3 separate regions of the Mus musculus genome follow, and all the other regions are linked to region 1. Evidence: chromatin contacts called from public HiChIP or PLAC-seq and promoter capture Hi-C data. All regions are on one chromosome and are shown on one strand. The core of a region is the stretch at or near the end of the contact, and the rest is flanking DNA. Distances in the headings are between cores, read along the strand shown.

Region 1 (3,158 bases), core at 482-2,981:
TGCCACACATGTCATTCTTCACGAGCCATCTCGAAGGTGTTCTTTTGTTTGTTTTGTTCCAAGACATGACTTCACTATGTAACCAGACTGGCCTCAAAGTCACCACCCTCTTAGCTCCACTTCCTGAGTACCAAGGTTACAGGCTCCCATTGTGCCTGATTGATGCTGATATTCTTGTAGATTTTTTTTTTTGAGACAGGGTTTCTCTGTATAGCCCTGGCTGTCCTGGAACTCACGTTGTAGACCAGGCTGGCCTCGAACTCAGAAATCCACCTGCCTCTGCCTTCCAAGTGCTGGAATTAAAGGCGTGCGCCACCACGCCCAGCTTCTTGTGGAATTTTTGTAATTCTACTTGTTTAAAGTTTTTCCCTAAAGCTTGCATATGAGTTGGAAGGCAGGAGAGAGGGAGGGAGGGAAGAGAGAAATTATGCAGGAGATGAAAGATAACAATTTAATCAAAACTAACCACTGAAGGGGTAAATGAATGTCCTGTGCCTGTAGATAGAATACCTCAGAGCAAGGGGGTACGGAGTGGCTGCAGCAGTCCCAAGCCTGGAGAGACCAGTCAACAGGTCCAGACCTTACTTATTGGCTGGCTCTCAGCACACAGGTGTGGCTCACAACTGTGTGTAACTCCAGCATTCTGATGCCTCTTCTGACCTCCATCGGCCATTGCACACATGTGGTGCACACATACATACATACATACATACATACATACATATACTCAGGCACCCATACATATGTAGAAAATAATTTTTTTTTTGAGACAGGGTCTATGTGTAGCCTTGGCTGTCCTGGAAGTCTCTAGGTATACTTGGCTGACTTCGAACTCATAGAGATCCATCCACCTGCCTCTGCTTCCCTTGTGCTGGGAACAAAGGCTATTACACTCTGCTATAAATATTTTTTTTACAGTTAAAATTGCAGCAATTATATGTTTGCTGTCTATCAACCTATGAACAATAGATGGAGTGACAGTTTATAATTGTGAAAAACTTAACATCTATGATGTTCTTCAAAATTTCCCCCTAGCTTTAGTGTCCACGGATGATTTTTAAAATTAACTCTATTATCTTATTTATCTTTGTCTGTATGTACAGACAGTGCACCACCAGGTGCTTTCTCTCAGAAGCTAGCACTGGATCCTCTGGAATTGGAGTTACAGATGATTGTGAGCCATCATGTGGGTGCTGGGAAATGAACCTGGGTCCTCCGAAGAAAGCAGCAAACGCTCCTAACCATTGAACCTTTATCTCTCCTCCTTCCCACAGATGATTCTTTTCTGAGACGGGGTTTCTCTGTGTAGCCCTGGCTGTCCTGGAACTCACTCTGTAGACCAGGCTGGCCTCGAACTCAGAAATCCGCCTGCCTCTGCCTCCCAAGTGCTGGGATTAAAGGCGTGCGCCACCACGCCCGGCCCCACAGATGATTCTTATCTGATTCCCTTTTTGAAGAGACAGCTGAAAAAGATAAACATTTTATTTTCATATGTAAGTCTGACGTTGAATTCGTGCGCGGTGTGAGGTACAGTCCAGATTCGCTTTCTCTCCCTGTATGATTAGTTAAAGCAACTGTGGCTGTCTAGAAGCAGGGCAGACCCCACTCTACAGAGGAGCTGTAGAGACTCTCAACCTCCATCAGCCCGCCCTGTTCTGCTTGATTAAAAGATCCTAATCGGCTTGGAGGGATTAAGGGCTGCAGCGGGCTGTTCCCACACCCCCCGCCCTGGGCTGGGCTGCCAGGGGAGACCGAAGGGGCATCGATCCTGTGACCCCTTAGCCAAGCCCTAGCCCCGGACTTTCCGGTAAGTAATGAATGACCCACACAGGAACTTCGGTCCTGTATGAAGGCGTGGGAGTATTCCCCACTGAACCCCCAAGACTGCTGAAGAGGAAGGGAGGATAAACAATCTAAGTACAAACAGGCTAAACCAAAAAGACCTTGGGGCGATGAGCTGGGCTGCCATCTAGGGTCCTGGAAGCCAAGACACCCTAGGGGGTTGGGCGGAATTTGAGAAACAGGCTTGAGGGGAGAACCTTACGGGAGTGAGTGCTGAGGGCCCTCAACTCTTATCTTGTTCGCTCTGTGTTCACAGAAGAAGGCAATGAGCGCTTGGCTCCTGCCAGCCGGAGGGCTTCCCGGCGCCGGGTTCTGTGTCCCTGCGCGGCAGTCTCCGTCCAGTTTCTCGCGGGTCCTGCGCTGGCCAAGGCCTGGGCTACCGGGACTCCTGCTACTGCTACTGCTCCCATCTCCTTCTGCCCTCTCTGCTGTGTTCAAAGTGGGGGTGCTGGGCCCCTGGGCTTGCGACCCCATCTTTGCACGGGCCCGACCAGACCTGGCTGCGCGTCTGGCCGCCAACCGCCTGAATCGTGACTTTGCTTTAGACGGCGGCCCCCGGTTCGAGGTTGCGCTGCTCCCAGAGCCCTGCCTGACTCCGGGCTCACTAGGGGCTGTGTCCTCTGCGCTGTCTCGAGTCTCTGGCCTGGTGGGTCCGGTGAACCCCGCAGCCTGTCGGCCAGCCGAACTGTTGGCTCAAGAAGCTGGAGTAGCGCTGGTGCCCTGGGGCTGCCCTGGCACGCGGGCGGCGGGTACTACAGCCCCGGCGGTGACCCCCGCTGCAGATGCTCTCTACGTCCTCCTTAGAGCATTCCGCTGGGCGCGCGTGGCCCTGATCACTGCACCCCAAGACCTGTGGGTGGAGGCGGGACGCGCTCTGTCCACAGCACTCAGGGCCCGGGGTTTGCCAGTTGCCCTAGTGACTTCCATGGAGACTTCAGACCGGTCTGGAGCCCGGGAGGCCCTCGGGAGGATCCGAGATGGGCCTAGAGTTAGAGGTAAGCTCCCCAGTAGAGTGCGGGCAAGGTGGGTGGGTCCTGCCGAGAGTGGACAGCGTAGCGAGCCAGCCTCTGTGTCCGTCCGCTCCGCAGTAGTGATCATGGTGATGCACTCGGTGCTGCTGGGCGGCGAGGAGCAGCGCTACCTACTGGAAGCTGCAGAAGAACTGGCTCTGACTGATGGCTCCCTGGTTTTCCTGCCCTTCGACACGCTTCACTACGCTTTGTCTCCAGGCCCGGAGGCTCTGGCTGCATTTGTCAACAGCTCCCAGCTCCGCAGGGCTCACGATGCGGTGCTCACACTCACGCGCCGCTGTCCTC
Region 2 (3,158 bases), core at 233-2,732, 820 kb before region 1:
GGGGGTTATCAGAAGTGCAAAGCTTTGACCTGCCCTAGCATTCCCGAAGCCCTGGACCTCTGCTGCCACCCTGTGGCATAATATTGTCATTACAGACGATGAACCACGCCTGGGGAGTCATTGCTCCACCAAAGTGTGGGAAGGGTGGGTTTCCTCCTCTTTCCGTGAATCCTGTGCGTCTTTGGTTGCATGCAAGGAGAAAAGGTGAGCCTCTCCCACCAAGGGAGAAAATGACACTCAGTCCTGTCGGTTGGCCTGCGGGCTTTCCCTCCTGCCCCCCCCCCCCCGCCCCGTTTCCCCTCCTGTGCTCCTTCCTGCATAAAAGCACACTGCCCACCTGGGATACCTCAAGAGCTCTGTATTTGTTTGTACAGGCACACGACAGTCCCTGCTCAGAGGACAAAGTAGGGAGAGCAGATGCTTCATCTTTCATCCGTGCTGAGACCCTCAGCCCCCTCTCCAAGGGTCCCTTAAGTCAAACTGATCCTGATCACCTCCCATCCCCACCTCCACCTCCACATACACACTGTTGAAACTGAAGAAGAAAGGGACCTAACTTCAGACGGGGCTGACAATAAGCTCATGCCCCCGACCTTCAGTAGGCCCCACACCTTGGAGCCACCCTCTGCCTGGGGTCTTGAGAAATGGGTAACATTGGGAGGAAGCTTGGACATCTGTCACTGAGGATGCCAACACTATGCCCTGTACCCTATGTCCCAGCAAGAGTGATGCAGCCACTGTTTTCTGAGTGTATGGAACAGAGCTAGGGATCTCCACAGGACACAGGAGCTGAGTCGGAGGGACAGAGCCACTGATGTTCTCCTCCAGAGGGGAGAACCCCTCGCCTCTCTGAAAGGGAGCACCTCTCACCTCTCCGGAGTTGATGATGGTCATTATCATTGTCCAGGTGCTGGAAATCTTGATAATCCTTTGTCATGATGGCACTGGATCCGGACCTAGGACAGCCAAATTTAGAGCCTTTAGAGCTGAGGCCGAGGCTAACAGACTCAGAGCTGGATGAAGTCCAGTTCCCTTTTACATCTGACTAGGTGGACATACTTTCTGTCTCCCCTAACCCTATCTGCTCCCAAGCCTGACATCCAAAAATCTATCCTCTAGCTGGACATGATGACACATGCTTTTAATCCCAGTATTCAGGAAGCAGAGTCTGGTGGATCTCTGTAGGTTCGAGGCCAGCCTGGTCTACAGAGTGCATTCCAGACTAACCAAGGCTACATTCTGTCTAAGAAAAATCTCTCCTCTCCCATTCACACACACTGCGCATGTGAACCCATACAGCCACTCTCTCTTGGCTGTCACCCATCCCTTCTCCTCCTGCTGTACTTACTGAAGGTCCCTCAGCACCACGAAGAGCCCAGGCTAAGGAGGGGGCTGAAGCCTGAAGAACCAGGTGAAGAGCCCTGGGCAATGGGAGGGGAGGGGACAGGGTCCATCCAGGGCCCATGTGTGTCCGAGCACGCTGAACCTGGCATCACCAACACCGGGACTTTGAACCATAAACAGAGGTAGGAGTAGACTTGGAACTGGGGAGGTATAGGGGAGGAAAGAAGGCATGGGTGACCTCTATTCTATTTCTCAGAAAAGGGGAGTCTACACACACACACACACACACACACACAGAGGCACACACATCTACGCATGCACTTCCGCATGTTCAATACTTGTTACCTTTTTGTGGGTGAGACAGGCCTTAAAAGGCTAGGGAACAGTTTGCTGCTTGCCCTCAGAGCCCTCCCCCTTTCGGTCCTGAATTTCCCAGAATTGTCCGTATCTCCAAATATCCCTGACCAGGATCAGAGGCACCAACTGATTCCCCGCTCTTGCCCAATCCTGCCCTGTGACCTCAGTGTTATAATTGCAAGCTGTAGATTCCTGGGGTCTCAGCTCCAGGCTCCTCAGCCCTAACCTGACTGACTCACTCTATGGTAGTCCTCCAAGCAGCGCAGTGGTAACAGGAGGAGCAGCTCCCCTCTAGGATCAGGGCCAAGAAATCACTGATTCTACCATATGCCCCAGGACTTCAACCTTTCTCATCCCCAGAGAACAACCCATTCTGCAGGCAAGAAAGCTGAGGCTCTGGAAGACAAGGGCTTCTCAAAGCCATACTACACAGAAGAGCACAGACTAACACCCGGGCAGCCCAACTCAGTGACCTGTGTGCTGCCTCCAGCACCTCACTCAGAATGGGATCCTTAGCTGTCCCACGCACCAGGTCCCCAAATCCCCAGAGAGGCTTAAACATGGCCCCTCATGGTCCTGAGAGCTTCAGAGAGGCCTGTCAGAACTCAGGCTTGGGACAAGAGCAATATTCAACATATAATCCTCCTCCTGTTAGGCTCCACAGTGAGGAGTGGCCTCTGTGGCCGTCTAGAGCCTGTGAGCTATTCAGGAAGGTGCCGCTTACATAAATCCAACTACTCTGTGCGTCCTTGCTTGTCTGTGTCCTAAAAATCCGCATGTTTACATGAACCGGGCTTGCTGCCAGCGATTTTGGTGAAAATTGGGCCATTAATTTAACACTCTCTGATTTTGCCACTTACAATCTAGTTTATTCTGGCAAGCAAACAGATACAGATCCAGTCTGAATAGTAGCTCTACTCATAGAGGTAGGGACTAGCAGGGGGCACCGAGCCTCTTGCTCTCTCAGTGCTAGAGAGACCTCAGCCCTAGCTTGTAAAACTGGAAAATGCTGTAAACTCAGGATTTTTGCATCTTTCTATTTGCATATTGTCCTGGAAGAAGGCATTTTGAAATACAGTTCATACCTGAGAGCCATGCCCTAAGCTCATGGATCAGAGAGCAGTACTGGACTAATGTTAACACACATGCTTGAATAAATGTTAAGTGTGGATTGTGGATGTATGAATGAGTGTGTGTGTAGTTTTTCATCCCTTTTCAATAGATTTCTATTTAGAGAGATACATTTTATAATATATATTATACATATACTATGTATAAGTATAATATATAACATATAACATAGTATATATACATATGTATATATATATCCCATTGGATATGTGTACCAGTCATTTACCACAAAGTAAGTACCCCACAACTTAGCAACTTAAACAATAAACACAGACCATCTCCACTGTAAAGGTTAAAGTGCGGCTTCGACCATTGGTTCTGACTCA
Region 3 (3,158 bases), core at 172-2,671, 680 kb before region 1:
GTTCCAGTAAGTTGGAGATTAAGATATCATTTAATATCCTTACTTAGTGGTAAAGAAATTAAAAGTACAGTAATTTGAAGTGATTTCTCAAAACTATAGGTGGCAGTGCATGCCTTACATCCCAACACGAGAGGCAGAGGCAGGTGGATCTTAAGGCCAGTCTGGTCGACTGAGTGAGTTCCAGGACAGCCAGAGCTACACAGAGAAACCCTGTCTTGAAAAACAACAACAAAACCACCACTACCACCAAAAAGGTTTAGATTCCTAGACCAGATTTTTTTGTTTTGCTTTTGAGTCAAGAATTCACACTGTACAGACCAGACTGGCCTTGAACCCACCTGGCTCTTACAGGATTAAGGGAGTGCTCCACCACGCCTGCATTATCTAAGGAGTAGGAATCCTGATCGCTCATCTTTAGATAACGTCAAAGTAATTTAATATTGCACTGTTTTGTTTTTTTCTATTCTCCTGCTCCAGTTTCTCAAACTCAGAGATTACAGGCATCATAAATTTCAAGACCAACTTTATGTGCTGGCTTTATAACAAGTCTCAGCCTCCTAGCGATCTGGCAATAAAGTCTGTGTCGCCTGGTCCAGAGCCACTCTTCTCATAGGGAGTTTGATTTTGGAAGAAACATTAGACATTTCCTTTTAGAAACCTCAAGCCGACCTGGGAAAACAATCGGAAACGCTATGTAGTTCTCTTTATTTAGGATTTAGAAAGGAAAAGCTTCTATGCGAACCTTAGGAATCAACACTAACCAGGGTTTAGACAAGATGGTGGCTTGTATCGGATAGCTCTGGATACTGAAACTATAGCGCACAAGTTGTGTAAAGTACCGAAGCCGGGATGGTTGTAATCCGACCACACTAGCGTGAGAGCAGAGTCTCCCACGGAAAGCAGTCTCTTGAGCACGTGCAGAGCTGGGACAGCGATTCGGAGAAGAGCCACACACCTAACTAGAAAGGTTCTCAGAAACGTGTTTGTGAGTTGTTCAATTCCAGTTAAAGCCGAGGTGTGGCGCCTGCTCAGACGCATGCGTTCTTGACGCCGCAAGCAGCACAGTGGCGTGGTCTTTTCAACACCCCGCGTAGGGACGACGTCTGAGGTGGAAGGGGCGTTTAGGATTCCTAACACGCATGCGTTGAGACCCAGGCGTTTCCTTCGGAGGGTGTGGAGTGCAGGGTTCTGTATTGCGCAGCCGCAAGGGTTGCCCGGTAGAGCGAGCTGTCGCTCAAGGGGAGGGAAGAAGAGGTTGAAGGGATTTAAAAAAAAAAAAAAAAAACCCGGTGCGCCTGCGCATTGCCGACTGGTTGGAAGCACTACGGACTGGAAAGGGGCGGGGTCACGTGTGTGCGTCATCCGATGGGTAGGTGGGAGAGAGGGTGGAGATCGGGGAGGGTCCATGCGCTTGCGCAGTGCGGGGGTGGAAGGTGGTGGAGCTACCTAGCACGCTTGCGCGGCTGTCATAGGGCTGCTTGGTTGGTCAGTGGGGAGTCGGCGCCTGCGTACTAAGACCCGTGTGCAGCAGCGGCGGCGGCGCTAGAGGCGGCGGCGGCGGCGGCGGCAGCACAGTAGCGGGTTCGGAGGCAGCAGTTGGGCTCGCGGCGAGCGGACCAGGTCAAGTCAGTGCGTTCGCGCGAGGTGAGAGCGGGCAGGGCGCGCCTGCGCGTAACCTCGGTTTGAGCTACGAACGAGAGACGGAACTACGCGGGGGTCGGGGAGGGGGGCAGAAGGGAGCGGCGGCTGTCGCCGCACGGGTTCGGTGAGGGAGCGGCGCGAGGTGCGGAGAGGCGGGTGCAGGGCCCGGTTGGCGCGAGGGGTGACGGTTGGGGCCGGCCGGGTGACGTTGGAGCGACGCAGGGCGGGGGACGGCGAGCCGCGAGGCCGCCACGCGGGAGAGGCCGCCAGGCGGCCACGCCGGGGCGAGGGCCCGGGGCCAGATCGGCCCAGACAGGGCAAAGGCTCCTGTGCGGTTGAGGACCGGCGCTGCGCGGCCACGTGAGGTGGGGGAGGGGGCTGTTAGGTGAGGGCATGTGGAGGGGGTTGGCGGCCGGCGGGGGGAGGGGAGGCGGCATGGTCCTGGCCTGGCGCAGCTTTGGGGCAGGGGCAGCCGTAGCACCGGAAGTGTTCCCCATTGGAGGCTGCCCTCGGGGTCCGAGGCCATGCGGCCGAACGTTGACCGGGGCCGCATGGCTGCACGGGGACCCCTCCCCCCTGGCCCGGGCCACCGGAAGCCCCGGGCGACCACATGGTGGGCGCGAGCCGGCAACCCTCAGCGCAAGGAGCTCTGGTCTTTTTTGGGTTTCTCCGGAGCCTTGGATTTTGGCGTGCGGGAGAGACCCTACCCTTGGGTCTCACTCATCCCGCAGGGCCCGTTGCAGGCATATGTTAGTGTTCCCCAGCCTCATGGGCCTCTGGAGCTCATCCCTCAGTCTTCATATGAAGTGAGACGTCCAGCCAGATGTAAGTGGTACTGCTTTGCTGGGGAAACCGGGAAAAGTGGGGAAACTGAGGGCGATTGGACTGATGCCCAACTCTTTCTCGGCCCATGCCGACAGCGCCTGAAAGTAGTGAGCTTCTAGTTCCCCTGCGGTGATCTTCGATCTTCACCATGCCAGTGCCTTCCCTGTCGTGTTTTGTTTGGGAGTTACTGTGTTTTAAAGTCCTTTACTCTGCCAGCCTAGTACGATTTCTATTACTACTACGAATCTTTTGCTTTCATTTTATTGTCATTCACCACCCCTCACTTTCTACTGACTGTACAGGCTGGGCCTGAAAAGCCGACAGGACTGGTGCATCCTGGGAAAAGTGGGAGGGCCATCGACAAAAGGCTGAGTTCCCTTCGGGAACTGAGATCGAAATGTTTGGCAGTGGGATCCTTTAGGAAACTACTTTCTCTCCCTTGACTGCATCTGCAAGTGCACGTTGGAGGCGGGAATCCCCCAAAGAGGCCTTGTGGTTTCCTGTACCAATGACTGGCTTGTGTGTGGACAGGGTGGGGGGGTGGTGTAACAACTGGGTGGGGCCTTGTCCTCCGTCTCCACCCCTCCATTAGCCCCGCCCTTCAGCTGGCTCATTGCTGCTCACCTAATTATAGTCCTGGCAGAGTGTGGGGAAGAGGGGGTGGTTGGTTTCAGTGGCGAGTAACACCTGAG

The links. Promoter capture Hi-C pulls out the DNA fragments that hold promoters and counts their contacts. HiChIP or PLAC-seq counts read pairs in DNA pulled down with a chosen protein or histone mark.
Region 2: a promoter capture Hi-C map of liver shows a contact between it and region 1, with 2.6 times the contacts expected there. The contact joins the promoter of Asgr1 here to the promoter of Gucy2e in region 1. A contact is called at or near these places in 2 of 39 promoter capture datasets (both in liver) and 1 of 115 datasets of contacts at active chromatin or transcription factors (pancreatic cancer cells).
Region 3: an H3K4me3 HiChIP or PLAC-seq map of bone marrow-derived macrophages shows a contact between it and region 1, with 2.6 times the contacts expected there. The contact joins the promoter of Eif5a here to the promoter of Gucy2e in region 1. A contact is called at or near these places in 2 of 39 promoter capture datasets (liver and stem cell-derived epiblast-like cells) and 1 of 115 datasets of contacts at active chromatin or transcription factors (bone marrow-derived macrophages).

What each region holds. Positions count from the first base shown.
Region 1 is chr11:69,235,595-69,238,752 of GRCm38.p6, reverse strand. It overlaps Gucy2e (guanylate cyclase 2e), which reads left to right and starts at 1,731. Exons shown (of 19, transcript NM_008192.3): 1 at 1,731-1,807; 2 at 2,099-2,837; 3 at 2,931-3,158. The coding sequence starts at 2,108.
Region 2 is chr11:70,052,679-70,055,836 of GRCm38.p6, reverse strand. Asgr1 (asialoglycoprotein receptor 1) reads right to left here and starts at 1,482. Exons shown (of 9, transcript NM_009714.3): 1 at 1,349-1,482; 2 at 871-956. The coding sequence starts at 937.
Region 3 is chr11:69,919,649-69,922,806 of GRCm38.p6, reverse strand. It overlaps Eif5a (eukaryotic translation initiation factor 5A), which reads left to right and starts at 1,421. Exons shown (of 6, transcript NM_181582.4): 1 at 1,421-1,644.